2 separate regions of the Mus musculus genome follow, and region 2 is linked to region 1. Evidence: chromatin contacts called from public targeted proximity ligation data. All regions are on one chromosome and are shown on one strand. The core of a region is the stretch at or near the end of the contact, and the rest is flanking DNA. Distances in the headings are between cores, read along the strand shown. Region 1 holds the start of 4430402I18Rik (RIKEN cDNA 4430402I18 gene). Region 2 has its middle 36 kb from the start of A930007I19Rik.

Region 1 (4,327 bases), core at 1,008-3,507:
TCCCACAGAAATGTAAGTATGAGCCTACTGTTTTGTTTCCTAGTCCCATGGACAAGTAGCATACCAGGGGGCAAGAAGCTGAGCTGCTGGGGAGAGTCAGGGGAACTAAGAGCTTAGAAGGAGGCAGACCGGGAAGTAGGCCATGGCCAGGGGCAGGAAATGAAGCCCTGCTGTCGGTCACCTCTACTAAATCAAGCAAATGGTCCTCTATTAAGTAAAAAGTAGAAGAGCAATGTGGTTCTTTTCAGTGTGCCTGCATAGCGTTCCTGTGTGTACCCCAAGGATAACTGTATGCTATCCTTTCCCTATCGGTCCCACTGTGCTGTGTTCAGCACATTTTAGGTAACAGGACACAACTTGAAACTTTTCAGGAGAGCCTATTGCCCTACGTGAGCATTAGGTAAAACTCTTAAATTTCTGTTTACATTGAAAGCTGTTCATTCATGGCGCCCCCCCCCCCCCAATCATAAGACCAAAGATGACCAAATAATATGGTAGACTCTGATTACAGTCTGACCTAGAAAGACCAAAGAGGGGTATGCTCATGACATCTGTAAATGCTGCTGTGTCTGGAAAGAAAGTCTTTAAATCACTGGTGAAAGTGGCATCATCAGATAATCTCAATGGCCACTTGTTCTGGCATTTATAAATAGAAAGGACTGTGAGCTGTGGGCTATGGTCTAATGTTCAAAGATATGGGTGGACAGGACTGTGGAAGATGGACATGATAAACCAGTTCTCAGTAGGAGGAAGTAGGACCTTCGAGAGTGGGAGTCTGGTACACCCATTGGAACAAGTCCTTCGATAAATAAAACAGTTATCACATTCCCACAACAACCTAAACACAGACTACCTCTCCCCTCATCAGATCAGCTAAGCTGTGAGGTTCTAAGAGGTCTAGGTGTGTTTAAATTTCTGAAGATCATTTTTCATTATAACATTCAGGCCAGACACTTGAAAGTGACTGTTTGTTCTTATAGTGTCCCCAAGTCTGCTAATTAAGGGCCCACTTCTACTTTCTAGTCGCACTTCTGAAATTCCATATTTTGTTTGCTGGGGCCTGAGTTTGCTGGCTTTTAAAATATAGATCAGATCAATTTACCCGACTTCATGAATAATCCTAAATTCTCTGGAATAAAAAACTGATTTCTTTGTTAATTACTTGTACGATGAAGGATGCCTTTAAAAAAAAATCAAAATAAATTAAACTGGTAATGTTGAATGATATGAGGTGAAATCTTTAATTTCTGCTTTGATGTAAGAGAGATCACTTGGCTTCTTGGGGGCTCCTTCCTCATCCTGAACACTTGAAATTGATACAGCCCAACTGAGAACTGTCAGCAAGATGGAACCAAAACCAGGACCCTCTCGTTTTTCCTTTCATTTCTACGCGCTCAGTGAAACCATAGAGTTTACTGATTACACAGCATCTCACTGGATCTCCATGCTGTATCCTCTTAGCATCCACTTCTAACTATGGCCTAAGCCCCCGTTTAACTGTGAGGCCACACTCCATGCCAGCCTTGGAGGACAGGAGAGCAAAACCAGAGGAATGGCTGACTCCTAAATGGGAACAGCAAGGTCATGGTCACGTGCCCCTGCCCCTCATTTAAGGAGGAGTTGGTGGGTTATCACAAAGTGTTTATTGTTAGATTGATTACCCTGTTGAAATGAGCAATCCAAAGCGATCCCTAGACGTGAGGGGACAATATCAAACGTGGAGCTTTAAAAATGTTATATTCCTTGGTTACTTTAAAAAAATAAATTCTTTCACAAATGAAAATCCTGCTTTAACCTAAGTCAGGATTGTTTTAAAGAAGCCAAGGAACATGTCGGTTTGGGAAAGAAAAATGAAAGGCGGAACAGATTGAACTGAGTTTAAAGGCTAAGAGATACAAGGGAGATAAATATGTGGTATCTTAGGGACAGAAGCACAGATCTGCCCCCCCAAACAATGTGTGTGCAGTAAGCAAAGGAGAACTTGGGGTGACGCGGTAGGTAGGCTCGCAGGTGTCTTACCGCCCGGATTTGGAGCTCCACCACCACCTCCATAGGCATCCTTCCCTGTGCACCGCAAAGATCCTTTGTGCTGAGCCTTGAACCAATTATTTCTTAGTTTACATCAAGGCAAGCGCTTTCCAGAAGCTTCCCTGACCCCCACCCCCTCCCCTTTGTTCCCCCATCAGTGCTCCCAGCCCAGGTCCCTCCCACCGGGACGGGTGTCTCACAAGCTTTGGAGTGTGAGCTTTCAGAAGGCTGAAGCGTCCGGTTGCCATGGACACTCAAACACTCAACCTTCTCCTCTGGAACTCCTGCGAGGCTGAGACGCAGGCGCATTTATGCTCTGCTGGGAACCCTACGTCTTCTCACCCTCCCTGGTGGTAGCCTGGCCCAGTGACTGTCTAAGGGTCCGGGAACCTGTCCACGGATGTTGGAAGTTTTTTTTTCTGTCTCTCCCTGGACACACTGTGGCCCCAATTATTGTGTTCAAATGTTTAACAGTTTCCATCCCCAAAGTACAATGTGATCATAGCTCCATTGTGTAATCATTTTTAGTGGCAAAGGGGCCCCAGACACTGGGATTCCTGTGACCATTTCTAGTTATCATAGTTGTCTGTCCCTTAGGGGACTCCTTGCTTATTAAATGTCTTGTTTCCTTCTTTGCCCCAGAAAGCATGTTCGCTGTCAATACATTGAGTAGTGTGCTAACTACAAATAGGTCATTTCTAAAGAGACTTAAGTTGGGAACCTCGGGTCAAGAAATCAGCTGTCAGTTCCTCTTCCCTGCACTGTTTAGCTTTCCTGGTAGTTTGAAGTGAGCATTGGATTGCACCATCCCCCAGGGGCTAGTTATTGTATTTGCCAAAACAGCAGTTACACTGTAGATCGGGCAGAAAAAGATTTCTTCACTGGCAAGAGAAATGACATTTTCCCATTATATGTTACTTAAAAAACAACAACAAAACAGCAAACAAAAGGAGAATGCGAGTGTTTTTTTTAGCCAATCAAAAATTCCCTGGAAGGTCTATGTCTCAAAAAAATGAAATAAGTAAAAACATAAAGATTCTTTTAAAATGAGGGCGGTACCATGTGGTTCCGTTGGTAATGTTTGCCTAGTGTTATTCATCAGAACAGAATAAATCTGTCTTTCATCCATGTCTGTACTGCTAGCACTAGGAAGGCAGAAGTGACAGAGTCGGAAATTCAAAATGAGCCTGGAATATTGTGGAGGTTGAGAATAGGTGTGTCCTTGTTGGAGGAAATGTGTCTGTGGGAGTAGATAATGAGACCCTTCTCCTAATAGTGCTTCTCCCTGGGCCAAGCATATTCAAACCACCACAAATAATCTAACGAGTTTGAGCGTCCGCCTGGACGCCATGAGACCCTGACTCAAAATAGAATTTTAAAGATTATCTTGTGACTTATTATTGATACTTTACGTTGAGGATCTCTGTAGTTGAAACAGTTACAGGGAGCTGTCCCTCAAAAGATACTGCTGACGATATTCCCTTCAGTAGCTATAGTTTATTTCTCTGTAAGGGAAACCTTGGGGTAATGAGGGACTCAGCATTTCATCTATACCCAGTTCCTAGTGCTCTCTTAGTACACAAAGATATATATACAGATGGTTCTCGGCTCTCTGGAAACCCGGAGCACAGACTCCTCACTACAGTTAGCTGCTACAAGACCTGTGATGATCTTCACAGGCAGGTCACCGGTGACAATACTAGTGTGACAAAACGAATTGGTAGCCAAGCTTCTAGAGGCAAAATAGAAGGGAGGAATCAGTTCTGATTGAAGATCTGCACAGAGGTGGGCGTGTCACATATGGTCACTCCATTGCCACAGCACTTCTCCGAGGACAGTGTGACCTGTATTTTACAGCCTCTTCCCCAAGGCTACATAACTCATCCCAACAGTCATGTCTGAGTCCAAGGGCCCTGCCACCTCCCTGCCTCCACAACGCAGAGATTATTGGTCCCTGGAAACACTGTCACATCTGCATACCCTGTTTCAGTCTTTCTACCTCTTGATATGACTAGACTCTCCTGACTCGTGATTTACCACACTCACCTTGATAGGGTAGCAGAATCCTGAATTCTTCTGAATTCCCTTGGACTACCTAGCCATTCTTTTTGTCTTTGTTTTCTCTCCTTTACCTAGCCAAGTATTATTTTTGTAACCCTTTGTTTAACTCACTGTCTTTTATTAAGGTGACACTCAATATATATACCAATTAACATGTCCACAAGTTTACATATGCCACCCAGGTGTCTCTTTAGGGTTATTTTTCATCTTGGACTCCCAGATGCCACGGAGATGTGGC
Region 2 (3,897 bases), core at 257-2,756, 520 kb after region 1:
CTCTTGATGACCCCTGAGCTTCTTGTGTTGGCTAGTCCAGCTAGCCAGCATTCTCCAGGGACTCCCTACCAATCCTCCAGCTTGCTAGGATTGTAGGCTGGCTACCACACCCACCAGACTTTGACACTGCTTCTGAGGCTCTCAGTTCTTGTTACTTGAAAACACTTTACCCACTGAGCCACCACCACAACCCCTGGTGATTAAATTTGTCAACTTGATTCTCCTGAAAGGTCACAACTAGGAGACTAGTAAAGGTGACTCATGATATATCTGTGGGGTCACATCCACAGAGAATCCCATACGTGGGGAAGACCTGTGCTGCATGTGGTTGGAACTGCGCCATCCTGTAGACTGAGTGATCCAGGCAAAGGAAAAGTGGGATAAGGACAGCCCTTGAGAATGGGCTTCTTCTCAAATGCATCCCTGCCCCCATGCTGTCTCCTTCCCTCCTTGTTGGAGGTGTCGGTCCACTCTACCATGCAATACTCTTCCTGCCGTGATCACGGACACTCTAACACTGAGCCAGAAGAAATGTCTCCCTCCTTGGGGTGTTTTGTGGGGTTTCTTGTCACAGAGAAGAGAAAGCCAATTAATTAACATATTAACAGAACATCTCTGTTGATCTTGGAACAAAACCCTGAGATGCTAGCAAGGACCTGCATCCTGCAATGATGTGGCAGTGCCTGCAGCTGCCCCCATCTAATAGAACTTGTGTACCACTGTTCGTTCTAACAGCCAGGGTCCTCCCAAGAGGAGATGGTGCGTGCTTCCTGCTCAGTTCTGTTTGTCCTATGAAAATTAACTTCCACATTATAACAGCTGCAGCAAACAGAGGAAGCAAGCATGCCCAGGATGTTCATCTGTAGAGACAGAAAGGAAGAAATGATCATATTGCTTGTTAAACCAGGACATGTGCTGAAATGATTAACTTACCAAGCAATTTAAAATTGGAATAGAAAAAATACAAAATATTTAGTCAAGATAAAATTTGAACAGGCTTTTCCTGCTGTTTCATTGGCCAAGAAATTTCTTAATTGTATCACTACTTACATACATACTCTATAGTAATACGCTAAGCAATACACTAGACTATATGAAGCTGGTGGTTTCATAGATTGTTTATGGAAGAATAAATTGGCACAATGAGGCATATATAGGATTTATAGCATGGAGGGCAGGCCACTTGTCCTCCAGTTTGCTCAAGTAATTCTGCTGCTCAAAAATCTCTCCAAGGAAATGCAAAATATAGAAGACACTGTAGGCACAAAAAGTTGTTCTCTCTCTCTCTGTATGTGTGTGAGAGAGAGAGAAAGAGAGAGACAGACAGACAGACAGACAGACAGAGAGACAGACAGAGAGACAGAGAGAGACAGAGTTAGATTGCTCAAGGTTAATGTCCCTGTTTAGAAATGCTATTCCAGGAATTTTCTTCTAAAGAAAAGAAGTAGAACAGAAGGGAAAGAACTTGCTTTAGTTACAACATCTCTGTCCCCAAACTGGAAATAACTTGTCTAGCAGAGTGAAAATAGATTAGTCATAGAGCTGTGTTGGTATTATAGGTTACCATCGGACCATGGAAATCTCAAGAACAAAATTACAGAGAAATACAAAAAAAATTGTTGAATGTCATCTTAAGTCTCTGTATGTTGGTAAGTTATTATGAAGTCAGCACACAATTTGCATCTATTACTTGTCCATTCTCATGGGACCCTATGGGGGCAGGGGGTTCAAGTCTTAGACAGAGGAGAAAATGCAGACAGTGTTGCTGAGCCAGGACTGAAATGTAAGCTCACAAATACCAAAGCCCAGAGGAGAGACCAATAGTGGTGGGTATGTGTGAGAGAAGGGGCGGGGGATGGTGGGGTAATGCGCAGGGCACCTTAGCACCATTTGGGGTACAGTGCCAAGCCAAAATAAACAACCAAGGTAAGAAAATGGCTGGAAAGGAGTGCCCTAGACTGTCAAGAGGGCTTTGTTCAAAAACAAGGTTCAAAAATATGACCCTTCTGGAGAATCATATGCATACAAAATTCCTTTTAAGACAGCTAGCTGTTGGGCTTTGTGCAAACTGTCATTTTTCTCTAGAGTATGTTTTCTAAAGCAGAATGGCCACTGAGATGCTGTGGTGTTCACAGACAACAAAAATACCTCCACGATGTTGTTATTAGCAAGATCGTTTCTTTACAAAATTTGGGGAAAATTCCTCCTTAAAATCCTTTTGTAAAGATCAGCAGTAGGGTGGGAGGTGGTGGGGCAAACAGCTTATATTTCATATTCCTTTCTTTTTTTTTTCCTTCTTTCACTTTGCTTTCAAGGCTGTGTAACAAGAATTATAGTAATAGTGAGTAGCTCTGCCCATGCCATGAGACTGTAAGCAATTTTTATTCTCACTGTATTTGAGAGGCAAGCACAATTTGAGTATTTTCAGCATAAAAACATTTAAACATTATTTTTTTAAAATATGTTTAAATTTTAGAATTTCACTGGGGTTTTGGCAAAATTTTATACATACAACTTGTGTTTCCCGCAATATCGAGCGCAGATTTCCACCTGTGTTTTTCTGAGACTCTGAAGAGAAACTAAAAGATAAGTTTGAGCAGACACTGGGCTTGCCAGCATCCTGCTGGCCTCAGGAGATGTCACAAGGGCCAGAGCACATACGCATGACTGAGCTGTGGCTGAGCATATGAACCACATGTGACAAGAGACAGTGTGAGCACCCCTTCTGACGACTGCTTGGGGAAGTTGTCTTCAAGAACCACCCCAGGGTAGAAAAGTCATGTGTAGGGAGTGCAAGGGTCCTTTCCCAAAACACAAAAACTTTTGTTCAATGTTCTCAGAATGAAGAGTCTTTAGAGTGTCATCCCCAGGTGACTGCGACATAGTGGAAGTGACTCTGTGAGGGCTGTTGGGAAAGCATGAAGGCCCTGAGGGACAGTTCAAAGCCAGTTCAACCAGAGCTTTTATTTTCTGACTGAGCATCTGAGTGACAGGGTAAGGCACTGGACCATCTCAGCAACATCCTTCTGTTTCAAGGGTATATGGGGTCCACCCACTCCCCGGGGCGTATTACATTCTATCTTGTGATTTGAATCCCCGACAGCTATGTGTCATGAAGAGTACAAAACGTTGTATTAGATATGTTTCACACTGGGGGGGTTCAAAGAAAACTAGAGAAATATACATCACAAGCTGGGAAAGTTGTATCAAAACTGAGATTGCATACAGTTGTATGTCCAATGAAGGGAGACGGGCTCCAAGGAATTCAAAACAGAAGGGAGCTCGTGATCAGAAGTAAGGTAAGAAGCAGCGAGGAACGGAGAAGTGCGCTGAGCCTGGATGCTTTCCGGTGACGTGTGGAGAACAAGAATCGAGACTTGCTCTCCAGGATTGGGACTCCAAAATCCACCCAGCTGTCCAACCACTCCCCGGGCCACTCAGGATGGTCACTGGCATAAATTCCAGAGAAGCGCCTCAGATATGCCTTGCTGAAGCAAGAGTTTCTCTTGTAGTTGTAGATTGTGAGGGCTTCTGAGGGACCCTGAAGACAACTCCCAGGGCGCAGTCAGGGCAGCAAGAGCCACTCAGGGTCCTTGGGGAAGTAGGCATTTTCCCATCAATTCCGTCTGTTACAGTGGTGCAGTCACCGCCCGCGGTACTTGCTGGAACTCAGGCCTGAGTGCTGAAGAAGAACAATGTAAACTTGCAAGAGTTCGAGGCCAGCCTGGTCTACAAAGTGTGTTCCAGGACAGCCAGGGCTATACAGAGAAACCATGTCTCGAAAAACCAAAACCAAACAAAAAAACCACGTGGTGTTTTATTTGACCTGCCTTTCTTATCATCTGCCAGTATGAGTATCCATCCACTTGTCCATAGCAAGACAAAAATCAGATAAGG

The links.
Region 2: a contact with region 1 is called in a targeted proximity ligation map of microglia, with 4 times the contacts expected there. A contact is called at or near these places in 2 of 39 promoter capture datasets (embryonic stem cells and hippocampal neurons), 13 of 484 Hi-C or Micro-C datasets (the AML12 cell line, brown adipocytes, cerebral cortex and 7 more), 5 of 130 datasets of targeted methods (bone marrow-derived dendritic cells, embryonic hindbrain, large pre-B cells and 2 more) and 2 of 9 other capture datasets (adipose tissue and liver).

Annotation. Positions count from the first base shown.
Region 1 is chr19:28,965,575-28,969,901 of GRCm38.p6, forward strand. It overlaps 4430402I18Rik (RIKEN cDNA 4430402I18 gene), which reads right to left and starts at 2,258. Exons shown (of 14, transcript NM_001374140.1): 1 at 2,229-2,258; 2 at 2,020-2,095. The coding sequence starts at 2,058. Plpp6 (phospholipid phosphatase 6) reads left to right here. Exons shown (of 1, transcript NM_028922.3): 1 at 1-1,227.
Region 2 is chr19:29,483,990-29,487,886 of GRCm38.p6, forward strand. No RefSeq gene overlaps it. Among named protein-coding and RNA genes, the nearest start is that of A930007I19Rik, 36 kb to the right of the region's middle.